Linked DNA regions of Mus musculus: all the other regions are linked to region 1. The links are chromatin contacts, called in public Hi-C and HiChIP or PLAC-seq maps. All regions are on one chromosome and are shown on one strand. The core of a region is the stretch at or near the end of the contact, and the rest is flanking DNA. Distances in the headings are between cores, read along the strand shown.

Region 1 (3,071 bases), core at 360-2,859:
AACTTGTCCCGTGCAATAGGACGACGTGGGGCTTGCGGGGACTGTAGGTCGAAGCTGCCCTGCCAGGCTACCGGACTAAGGCATGAGATCTATCCAACAGTCCCACAGCGCGCCCTGGGGAACAGCGTGTTCTCTTTTGGTAGAGTGCCAATAGGCGCGCAAGAGGGAGGGGGTTGGGAGATCCTCTTTAGAGGCGCCAGAATCAAGCAAGAACCCCCTGAATTCGAAAGAACAGTCCAAGTCCAACCCCTACCCCAGATTCTAGGGTGCACATACTGCGCATACTGTTCAGTGCCTTTTGTCCCCACTTCACTGCCCGCCGGTCAGTGGGGGTCCCAAAGATTACAGCCACCTTCTCGCTGTACCTTCACACGCACGCGCGTGTTCAGTCACTCCCACCCACACATGACAAGCCAGCAACACACACACACACACACACACACACACACACACACACACACACACACACACACAGGCACACCATCCTTCACTGGCATTCACAGGCTTGCTTTCCCTGTGTCCCTGTGCAGCACTGGAAAGATATGAATATTCATTACTTACAAGCATTGGTGACTGCGAAACTGTTGGCTACCTCCAAATTGTCGATATGGGGTGTCAGTCTGAACTCCGAAGTGGAAAACTGAACCATCCCTACCCGAAATGCACTGTATTCTTGATCAGCGCCCCTTGGAAATAGCCCCCCTGCAAAAATAAACAGCAAGCAAGAGAACGATGTCAGAGCCCTGGAGAGATAAGAGTGGGATGCTAGCACCCAACAGCCCCAGAGTCTCTTATTCACACTACCCGCTATAATAAACGTAATCAGTGAGTTGGGCAGCAAGGATCCAAAAGGTGCTCAACGGATCCAAGGCAAGGGGGAGAGTCTAAAGACCAAAAAGATTCTCCCTTTTAATCTTGAGCTTTGCGATCATTTCCCTGAAAATCTGAGCACACTAGGAGATGCCTTCAAGGCAGAAGTAACGCAGTACCCGGTCAGAAATGAACAGATCCTTTCCCCTCTATTGTGTCAAAAGGCATAGTCATTTCTTTTTGCTTCAGCCTAAGAAAATCATGTATATTCTAGGTAGTTTCAATCTGGAATGCAGTCAAGGTATGACATAAGTCTACATGACATGAATTAATTTGCACACTGTGAACAAAGATTACCACCAAATTATGCACAATTCAAAGGCATAACACAAAAGGTACCTACCTATCTGTATGCTGTTAGAAGAGACACCAAAAATCAGTCCCCATAAAACAGGAGAAAGGAGGACAGAAATATGCATAATCTTTTGCATTTCCAAGAAAAGTAGAGCATCCACAAAATATCCCCTCGTTTCCCTTTCCTCCTTTTCCTTCTTTGACCGTTTTCCTCAGCAAATTAGATCCTCTGCATTTTGAGGTCGAAATTTAGCAAGGAGCTGCTAAAACCACGAAGTGAAGGCAGAAGAATCCTTATCTCCCAGGTTTAGCTGGTGGCTGTTGATGCCTGCGTCCTGTCCCTGCTCCTGAAGTCCGAGGACTGGCTGAATGCAGTTTTTAGCTGAGCTGCTGCTGTGGTCCCGGTGTCTGGGAATATCAGCACCCTCCCGTGCACTCACACAATCACCCTCTCTCGAGCTCTCTTCTCCCTCTCTCCTCTCTCACACGCGCGCGCACACACATACACACACATACACACACACACACGCACACACACAGGAAAGTCACAGAGAGGGGCAGGCAGTCCCGGGCGCGCGTGCGCGACTCGAGGCAGGCGGCGAGCTCGCGCACCCACCCCTCCCCCGCACAGCGCCCCGCACCCCGCACAGCCCTGGCAGCTTCTGCGCGGTGCCGAGAAAGCGCGGCTCAGAGCCGGGCAGCCTGGTGCCTCTTAGAGACCTCCAGTCTTGCGCATTCGATTTTAGCACCGCGGACAGCGCTTTGGTCCCTGCTATGGGCTGAGGTTGCAGGGTTTACTGTAGCTGCAGAGATGTTCCAGCCAGATCCAAATGCTGCAAAACTGATTTCCGGTTGCTATGCCTAGGAAGCCGAACTGCTAATTGCTGTTGGCGGCGAAGCTTTCTTCCGTAGGGCCCTGTTTTACATTGAGCACAACGAATATGATTTGATTGTCTCAAAATCCACTTAGCAGTATCCACACACTGCCTTCTGCCTCAGCTGACCCAGATAAAAAGCAAACAAAATACTCCCTGAAGGGACAACTCCCAAAATCGTGAACTTTAGCTTCCTATAATGCAAGCATAATCTCAGGGAAACCCAAAATTCTATCCTTAACTATAAAAGGATGCCAAGACCCGGGTAACTCGATCAAACCTTTGAAAGACTTCGTGTAGGAATCCATCTTTAGAGTATGCCCCTTTGGATAGTGGTTCGATTGTTCAAGCCACATTGCCTGTGGATTGCTCTTGTACTACAGTGCAGACTCCCCCCTGCTGTAGAGTCATGTAGACTTGGCTCTTAGATGTCCGTTTTGTATAGAGATTGAAAGAACCGTAGGTTTCTGCGGGGGGGGGGGGGGGGGTAGTAGTCTAGAATGGATGTATCACTCTTAGTTACAAACCAGATACCCCATTACATTATGGCCTTAAGTTTCAAAAATAATCACTGCCTCAAGGAAGTAGGTTACCTCATTACACCGAGCCTGCTTGGGTATCTGGATTGTAACGAATACATTAAAAATTAAAGTTTGTGAGAAGGGGCTTGGTAAAGCATAGCGATGATTGTATATGCCTGTGAAATCTATGTTCAAAACTCCACTTCATGCCAAGCCATCTCTATATACCTGCGTGGCAAGTCTCTCTGCAGCCTCAGAAATTCTTTACCAAATTGTATGTGTTTTGTTTTAAACAGAGAAATGAAAGAGGTCTCATTTCAGAGATCTGTTGCCAGGAGCCAGGAGATTGAAGCTGACAGCATCAAAGGGAAAACTGGCTGATGGCCCAAAGTGCATGAAAGCACACCATAGTTAAACCTTATGGAGAAAATGTGACTTTAATATCACACATGGTTTTTAACCATCATAAATCATACTTTGCCTTAGTCACTGGGTCTAAAAGTCCCTATTT
Region 2 (3,071 bases), core at 179-2,678, 940 kb before region 1:
GTATGTGGAGATGACGGCATTGATAGTATTGACCTGACTTTCCTAGGCTGTGCTATTGGAAAGTCTTGAGACTGGATAGATACGGTTAGGATACAGGAGAGAGATTTGGTGGGGATGGAGTGAGGTGGTGATGGGTAGCATTTTGAGACAGTCTAGCTGTCCTAGAACCCACTGTTTAGCCTAGGCTGACTTTAAAAATCACAACAGTTGTCAGTGCTGAGATTATGGACGTGATTCACAATGTCTGGGATTCTCTCTCTCTCCTCATCTTCCCTCTTCCCCTTTGATAGGACCATGATTGCAAACTAAACAAACATAATTTTAAAAAGAAGTTATTTTGCTTACTCACTTTAAAATATCACTAACAGAAAGATACTGCAAGATAAACCACTCACCAGGACCCTGACTCCCATCCTTACCGCCTCACTGCTGCCCTTTCTGCTTCACTGGTCTGCTTACTGGCCCCATTCCAGCCCCGATGGTGACCTGGCTTCGTCTCATCTTTTAGCTCATTGCTTCTTGCCAGTTTCAGGGATTCAGGACCCCTTCTCTGGTGACTTGAGGGGGCTTTTCTCATTATGGCTGTTATATAGGTATATTCTATATCATATATATATATTCATTCTATATGCTAAAGAGGTCAACTGAAATATTCTGTATCATATGCATATATTCATCCTATATGCTAAAGAGGTCGAACTGAATCGTTCATGAAGATGGGCCTCAGTTTAGAGCCTGGTCCTCGGTAAGCCTTCCTATGAGTCAGTTCTACATTGTCTCAAACAAACCAATCAGCATCTAGTGCTGCATCATTTATTCTGACCTGCAGGTGCTGCCATTGTCCCCACAGCTCACTAACAGCAGTGCCTTCTGCTCAGGTGCTGAGAGCATGAAGCTCCTATCAAAGCACGGCCTCCACTCCAGAGTCTCCCAGGACGGACGGGTGCTGTCTCATCCGTGGCTTAGGACTCCCTCTTCCTTGGCTAGTCAACCTGAAAGAGTGTTTATATCCCAGTGTTTTGTAGGGTGGATCTGTGGGGAGACTCCTCATCCCCATATCGTAATGCCTGGCTCTCCGAGAAAGGCTTCTCCTCCATGACTCTGTTGTTAAGCAACAGTAGTTAAAATTCACTTTCCTCCAATTTTTCAATATCCTCTACCTCATGACTTTGCATCTATAGCTAACCCAAGCATTGAAATCTTTCTGAATCTTAAGCTAAAGCATTAATTCCAGAGGAGAACACTGACACATCTACTTGGACAGGTGTCACCCGTATGCACCATCAGAATTGCCTCCCCCAACAGAGCTTGCATCTTTTTTTTTTGGATAATAGATCCTGAGACATAAAATACAGGTAGGATGTTAGTATCTTCCTTCCTCTCATTAAGTTGCATTGATGTGAGGCTCCAGACAGAGAAGCACTGGATTCTGTTTCCATGGCAACTGCTTCACTGCCTAGGGGAAAAACAGGACAGCAATTGAAGTCTGTGCTAATGGCAGTCCTAAAAATAATCAGTAATGTGTTGAAATCAAGTGGAAAGACCCAGGAAATAATAGATAAAATTAAACCTCTGCAATGTGGGGCTGAACAATCAGATGCCAGTTAAATCTCGTTGCAAGTGTCTTGTGCTCCAAGGTGTACAGGGACAGTTGGTGATGAGTGTATTTTGGAGGATAATTGATCATTCTTTTATTGAATCACTCATTCAACTAACTACTAAGTATGCAGGAGCCTTGGGTCAGCAGAAACTCTGACTCTGGACTCTCTTGGTTTTATGTGATCAAGAGACAAGAAAAGCTAAAGTAATTATTGAAGATATCTTGTTTGCTGACCCAGTTGCTATTCTAAAAATTTCCATTGGGTATTTGTGGGGTTGGCCATAGCCAACCCCAGGGACAATTCAAAACAATTTATAGGTTTTATTAGTTTAGTAGAGGCCATGCAGCTAAGGTGGATGCCTGCCTGGTACTTCTATCTGTGGTGACTGAGTTCTGCTCAAAGCTCAGAATCTTGTTTGGTGCTTGGAGAATGTTTATAATCTTTGTTTTATCTGAACATGAAAAGGGATACATTTAATATATGTCACTTCTGGCAGCTACTTTGTGATTAAAGGGAATGAAAACAGCTTTCAGGCAAGGGAAAGCCCAAGGGCATTACAGACATGGGCTGGAGTGATTGGTGGGTGCTTACAAGTATTTGGCTGCTCTTCTACGGGACTCAGGCCCAACTTCCAGCATCCACAGATGCCTCATGGCCATCTGTAGCTTCAGTTCTAGGGGGTTTGACACCCTCTTCTGGAATCTGTTGGCACCAGGCATGCACATGGTACACATAGATACATTCAGGGAAAATGCTTACACACATAAAATAAATCACACGAGAGAGAGAGAGAGAGAGAGAGAGAGAGAGAGAGAGAGAGAGAGAGAGAGAGAGAGAGAGAGAGAGAGGAGAGAGGAGAGAGAGAGAGACAGAGAGAGAGAGAGAGATGGCTTCATATGCTCCATAGTTAGTTACACCGTACTTTTGAGTTTGGTGTATGGGTGGCCCTCCTGACCTAGAGGTTACTCCTTCTAGGGCTTAGTGGAGTGTCTAGGTGGAGGGCATGATGAACACGAGCCAATAACACTATTCTAAACTTGCCTGGCCACCAAGAAAAGCTGTTAGTGGGACTAAACTAGTATGTGGCCCTTTAATTTGACCCAAGGAGAAAGATATGTACTAAAAATTTGTACTATAGTAACAAATCTGTTTGTGTGTATGTGTGTACGTGTGTGTGTGTGTGTGTGTGTGTGTGTGTGTACATGTGTGTGTGTGTGTGTGTGTGTGTGTGTGTATGTCTGCTCTCATATTCGGCTGTATCACAGAGCCAGAATTCTCTGTGGGCTTGCTTAGTCCTAGGCAAAGAAAATCTTCTGAAATAGAAGTCAGAACAAGTTGTAGCAGTGACATCTGCAGTCAACTGTCTTTTAAGTTCTTATTTAATGTTATTTTTTTAAACAAACTTTTAAAACTAGATTACTTTTTTCTATCATCTTTAGCTAAAATATCAAAATAATTAATATGTAAAAT
Region 3 (3,071 bases), core at 192-2,691, 680 kb after region 1:
GTATTTACAAAACCCATTTTTCCAATATTAGGAAAATACATAATCCTTCAGAAAAATTTATTGTTAGGAAATATTCAATAAGAAAGGCCAAAACAAAACAAATCTGAGTCTGTTGTTTTCCAGTTTCAGTTGGTCCATAATAAAAATTCTCAATTGCTCTGTGGTAGCTATTTTATCTTCAAATATTGATTACTTTAATAGAGGTAAAACAAAGAAATAGACAATATGTTGATTTCATTCTACTGGTTTGATACACACGAAAACCTGGGAACACTCAGAGTTCTGCCCTTTATTTTCTATTGTCACAGTAAGAAAGAAATATTGGCGTTGAAATGAAAAATGATGGATCTTTATTCTTATTTTACTATACTGGAAATGATGAACAGGAAATGGACCAAATCAATGTCCTAATAATGCTGTTTTCTTTTCAGGTGCGGGGAGACACCTTTCTGTCCCTTTTCCAGCCACTGGTGTCACCAAGCTTCCTTAGCTCATGGACGTTTACCCTACAAGCCATGTAGCATCTCCCAAGTTTTTCACTACCACCTTGAGTCCTTTGAATAATTCTCACATCTCTTTGAAAATCTGCTAAGGATTCAGTTGAATTCATAGGGATAATTCACAATAACTTCTGCACTGCAGAATGCTTTAGCTGACCACATCTGAAAAATCCACTTTGCCAAGCTGGTGTGCTTGGTTACAGGCTCCTCTGGGGCTAAGAAGGGAATCCACAACACCTGTGCTCGATTTTTACTTAAATACTTGGATTCATGAAGATGCAGCATTTCTTCTTGTTGTTTCTGATTTTTGTTTGTTTGTTCTTTTAGGATAGAATTTCGTGATTCAATAAGATTCTGAAATTAAAGCTTTGCCTCCCCCATAGTGTCCATAGACAGAAAAGCATTTTTCTCTATCCTATCCCTCAAGTCTGTCTTTAAATCCATCTAGCATTGACCCCTCAATCCAAGTTCACGCCTGCCCTTTTGTGACTCATCTCTGTGAGCCCACTGAAATTGTTTGACATTCTAAACAGAAGGTAATCCTCCTTGAACTGCCAATAGGGCACAGACACATCAGACTCTTTCTCTCTTCCCAAACTTGTTCTTGCTCTGAACATTCGCTTGCTCTCTCACGTTAGAAGACCAAAGTTCAAAGACGACAATCCCGTACTTGCATCTTTAAGGAGCACTGCCACCTCAGTGCTCCTGCACCTCACTGCCCTTCCTGGGGATCTACGACCTGAACTTCCTCATGTCCGGAGCTTTGCCTGGTGTCTTCTTGTATGACTGCTCAGTAGATCTCTCTCAGCTCTCTGCCTGATTGACGATCCACTGCTAGCTGATCACATTCTACATTTGTCATGGCTTACTCTGGAAATCGTCCTCTGATCTCTGGCAGTAGCTATAACACCATCACAATATGTGGTGCCCTCTGGTGTAAATTTTTTCTTTCATTGCTGTAACCACATCGGAACTTTATGTCTCATTCATGTGGTCATATGATTCATAATTCTCACTCACTGATAAATAAATTGTGGAAGTGATAAGGATTAACTCTAGCTTTCTCAGACAGATTTGCTGGTCTGTTTTCTGCATAATGTGACTGGATGAACAAGCTTTGTAATTAAGCAGGGGAAAGTTCCCATTTCAAAGTAAGTAAGTAGAAGAGAGTTCCTGTCTCAGATTTCTGACAAAGACTTAAGTGACAAAAGAAGACAGATTGAAAGTGTCTGTCACCTCACATTAACCTTGTCCTGGGAATGTGAGAATGCAAGGAGTACTTTGGAGTCATTTGCAGCCTATTTCTCTATAACAGTTAAAGCTGCCCTTCTTCAGACGACTGTGTTAGACCTAATCAGAGAGAAGGCAGGTTGTGCCTAGGCTCTATGTTTGGAGGGATTACAGCCAAACTGGGTTTTCAGGCTGCTAACTCAAGGTTGAAAGCATTTCCAGATTCAAGGTAAGTTCCGTACACCATGCATAATCCTCACTGAAACTTCTAAAAGAATATCTAATACTCTGATTAAATATATGGAATCAGATATTTAGGAGGAATTAAGTTCTATAGCTACAGCTATCAACTGTTTTATTTGCCTTTAAAACTGGACATAGAAAGGTATCAAGTATTGTATATTCTTCTATCATCTCAAAGGCAAGCAATGACTGATGAACTTGGAAAGACTGAAGCAACTCCTGATGTTTTAGGTTAGGGGTTTTATATTAGTTTGAAGGTCATTCTAAAAATTACAAAGTATATCTAGTAAAATACTGATTCATTTTGCTAAGGAAACAAATCAAATATTAAGCTTGGCAAAGAGTCAGAGCTTTCATTATTTATCCTTCACTGCCCATGACACTGCTTATGTCACTGCTTGATTGCTGCAGCCATAGTCCTGCTTCTGGGCAGGCTGGTCAGTACTGTTAGCATGACACCCTGTGGCTGGATCTATCAATAGCAGAACTGTCAGGTCACAATCCCCTCTGATCTTACGGGAAAATGGTCCTTCGAAAATCCAGTTTGAGTATAACTTACAGATGAAATAACTTTATTAAGTAGAATGGATGTAATAGGATTAAATAGTGGCAAATATTCTTGCTTAAGATAGGAGTTGGGAACTGTATCAAAGTATGTCATAATATGTTGCACCAATTTATACCATGAGTTGGAAAGGATTTCTTCTCCAGTAAGAGCACAGACCAGCAATCAACACCAAGTGTATGCTCATCTCTTCAGTTGTACATGAGCATCTAAGACAATTCTATATCATTTTCAGAAGTCCTGTGAGAAGCTCTTCTCTTATACTTGAGAACTGAGGGTCAGTGAATGTTAAGTTTTTTCCTTCATCTTCTGGCTAATTGAGTGCTTGCAATAAACGCTGCCTTAAAGGCTTGGGCTTTAAAATCTATTGCTTGGTTTCCAGGACTCCTAATATAATGGTAGTATTTAATAATTATAAATTCAGACCTTGAATGTGGGATCATTTGAAATATTGCCTCTGTTATTAAAAAAGAGACGAAAATGTTATGCTGCCAGGAAGTGCAGTGTTGCCTGGCTAGCATTTCAACCCTCTC

The links. A called contact is a pair of places that touch in the nucleus more often than the background predicts. HiChIP or PLAC-seq counts read pairs in DNA pulled down with a chosen protein or histone mark.
Region 2: an H3K4me3 HiChIP or PLAC-seq map of forebrain shows a contact between it and region 1, with 10 times the contacts expected there. The contact joins the enhancer-like site here to the promoter of Gria2 in region 1. A contact is called at or near these places in 17 of 39 promoter capture datasets (the 3T3-L1 cell line, 3T3-L1-derived adipocytes, the HPC-7 cell line and 11 more), 2 of 15 datasets of contacts at CTCF or cohesin (the NIH/3T3 cell line and large pre-B cells), 46 of 484 Hi-C or Micro-C datasets (the 3T3-L1 cell line, 3T3-L1-derived adipocytes, the AML12 cell line and 29 more), 13 of 115 datasets of contacts at active chromatin or transcription factors (SST interneurons, VIP interneurons, acute myeloid leukemia and 10 more) and 2 of 9 other capture datasets (adipose tissue and pancreatic islet).
Region 3: a Hi-C map of nephron progenitors shows a contact between it and region 1, with 2.0 times the contacts expected there. The contact joins the enhancer-like site here to the promoter of Gria2 in region 1. A contact is called at or near these places in 7 of 39 promoter capture datasets (the 3T3-L1 cell line, 3T3-L1-derived adipocytes, cranial neural crest and 3 more), 2 of 484 Hi-C or Micro-C datasets (embryonic fibroblasts and nephron progenitors) and 1 of 9 other capture datasets (embryonic stem cells).

The regions. Positions count from the first base shown.
Region 1 is chr3:80,801,084-80,804,154 of GRCm38.p6, forward strand. Gria2 (glutamate receptor, ionotropic, AMPA2 (alpha 2)) reads right to left here and starts at 1,610. Exons shown (of 16, transcript NM_013540.4): 1 at 1,214-1,610; 2 at 562-702. The coding sequence starts at 1,301.
Region 2 is chr3:79,865,848-79,868,918 of GRCm38.p6, forward strand. All of the region lies in intron 1 of Gm36569 (a long non-coding RNA gene), which reads right to left. Among named protein-coding and RNA genes, the nearest start is that of Gm40073, 15 kb to the left of the region's middle. Within about 2 kb of position 1,429, at least 36 of the 459 cell types and tissues checked have an H3K27ac peak or open chromatin away from gene starts, as enhancers often do. A contact at or near this core is called in SST interneurons, VIP interneurons, cortical neurons and 3 more, where this site is marked.
Region 3 is chr3:81,481,145-81,484,215 of GRCm38.p6, forward strand. No RefSeq gene overlaps it. Among named protein-coding and RNA genes, the nearest start is that of Gm52636, 150 kb to the right of the region's middle. Within about 2 kb of position 1,442, at least 10 of the 459 cell types and tissues checked have an H3K27ac peak or open chromatin away from gene starts, as enhancers often do. A contact at or near this core is called in nephron progenitors, where this site is marked.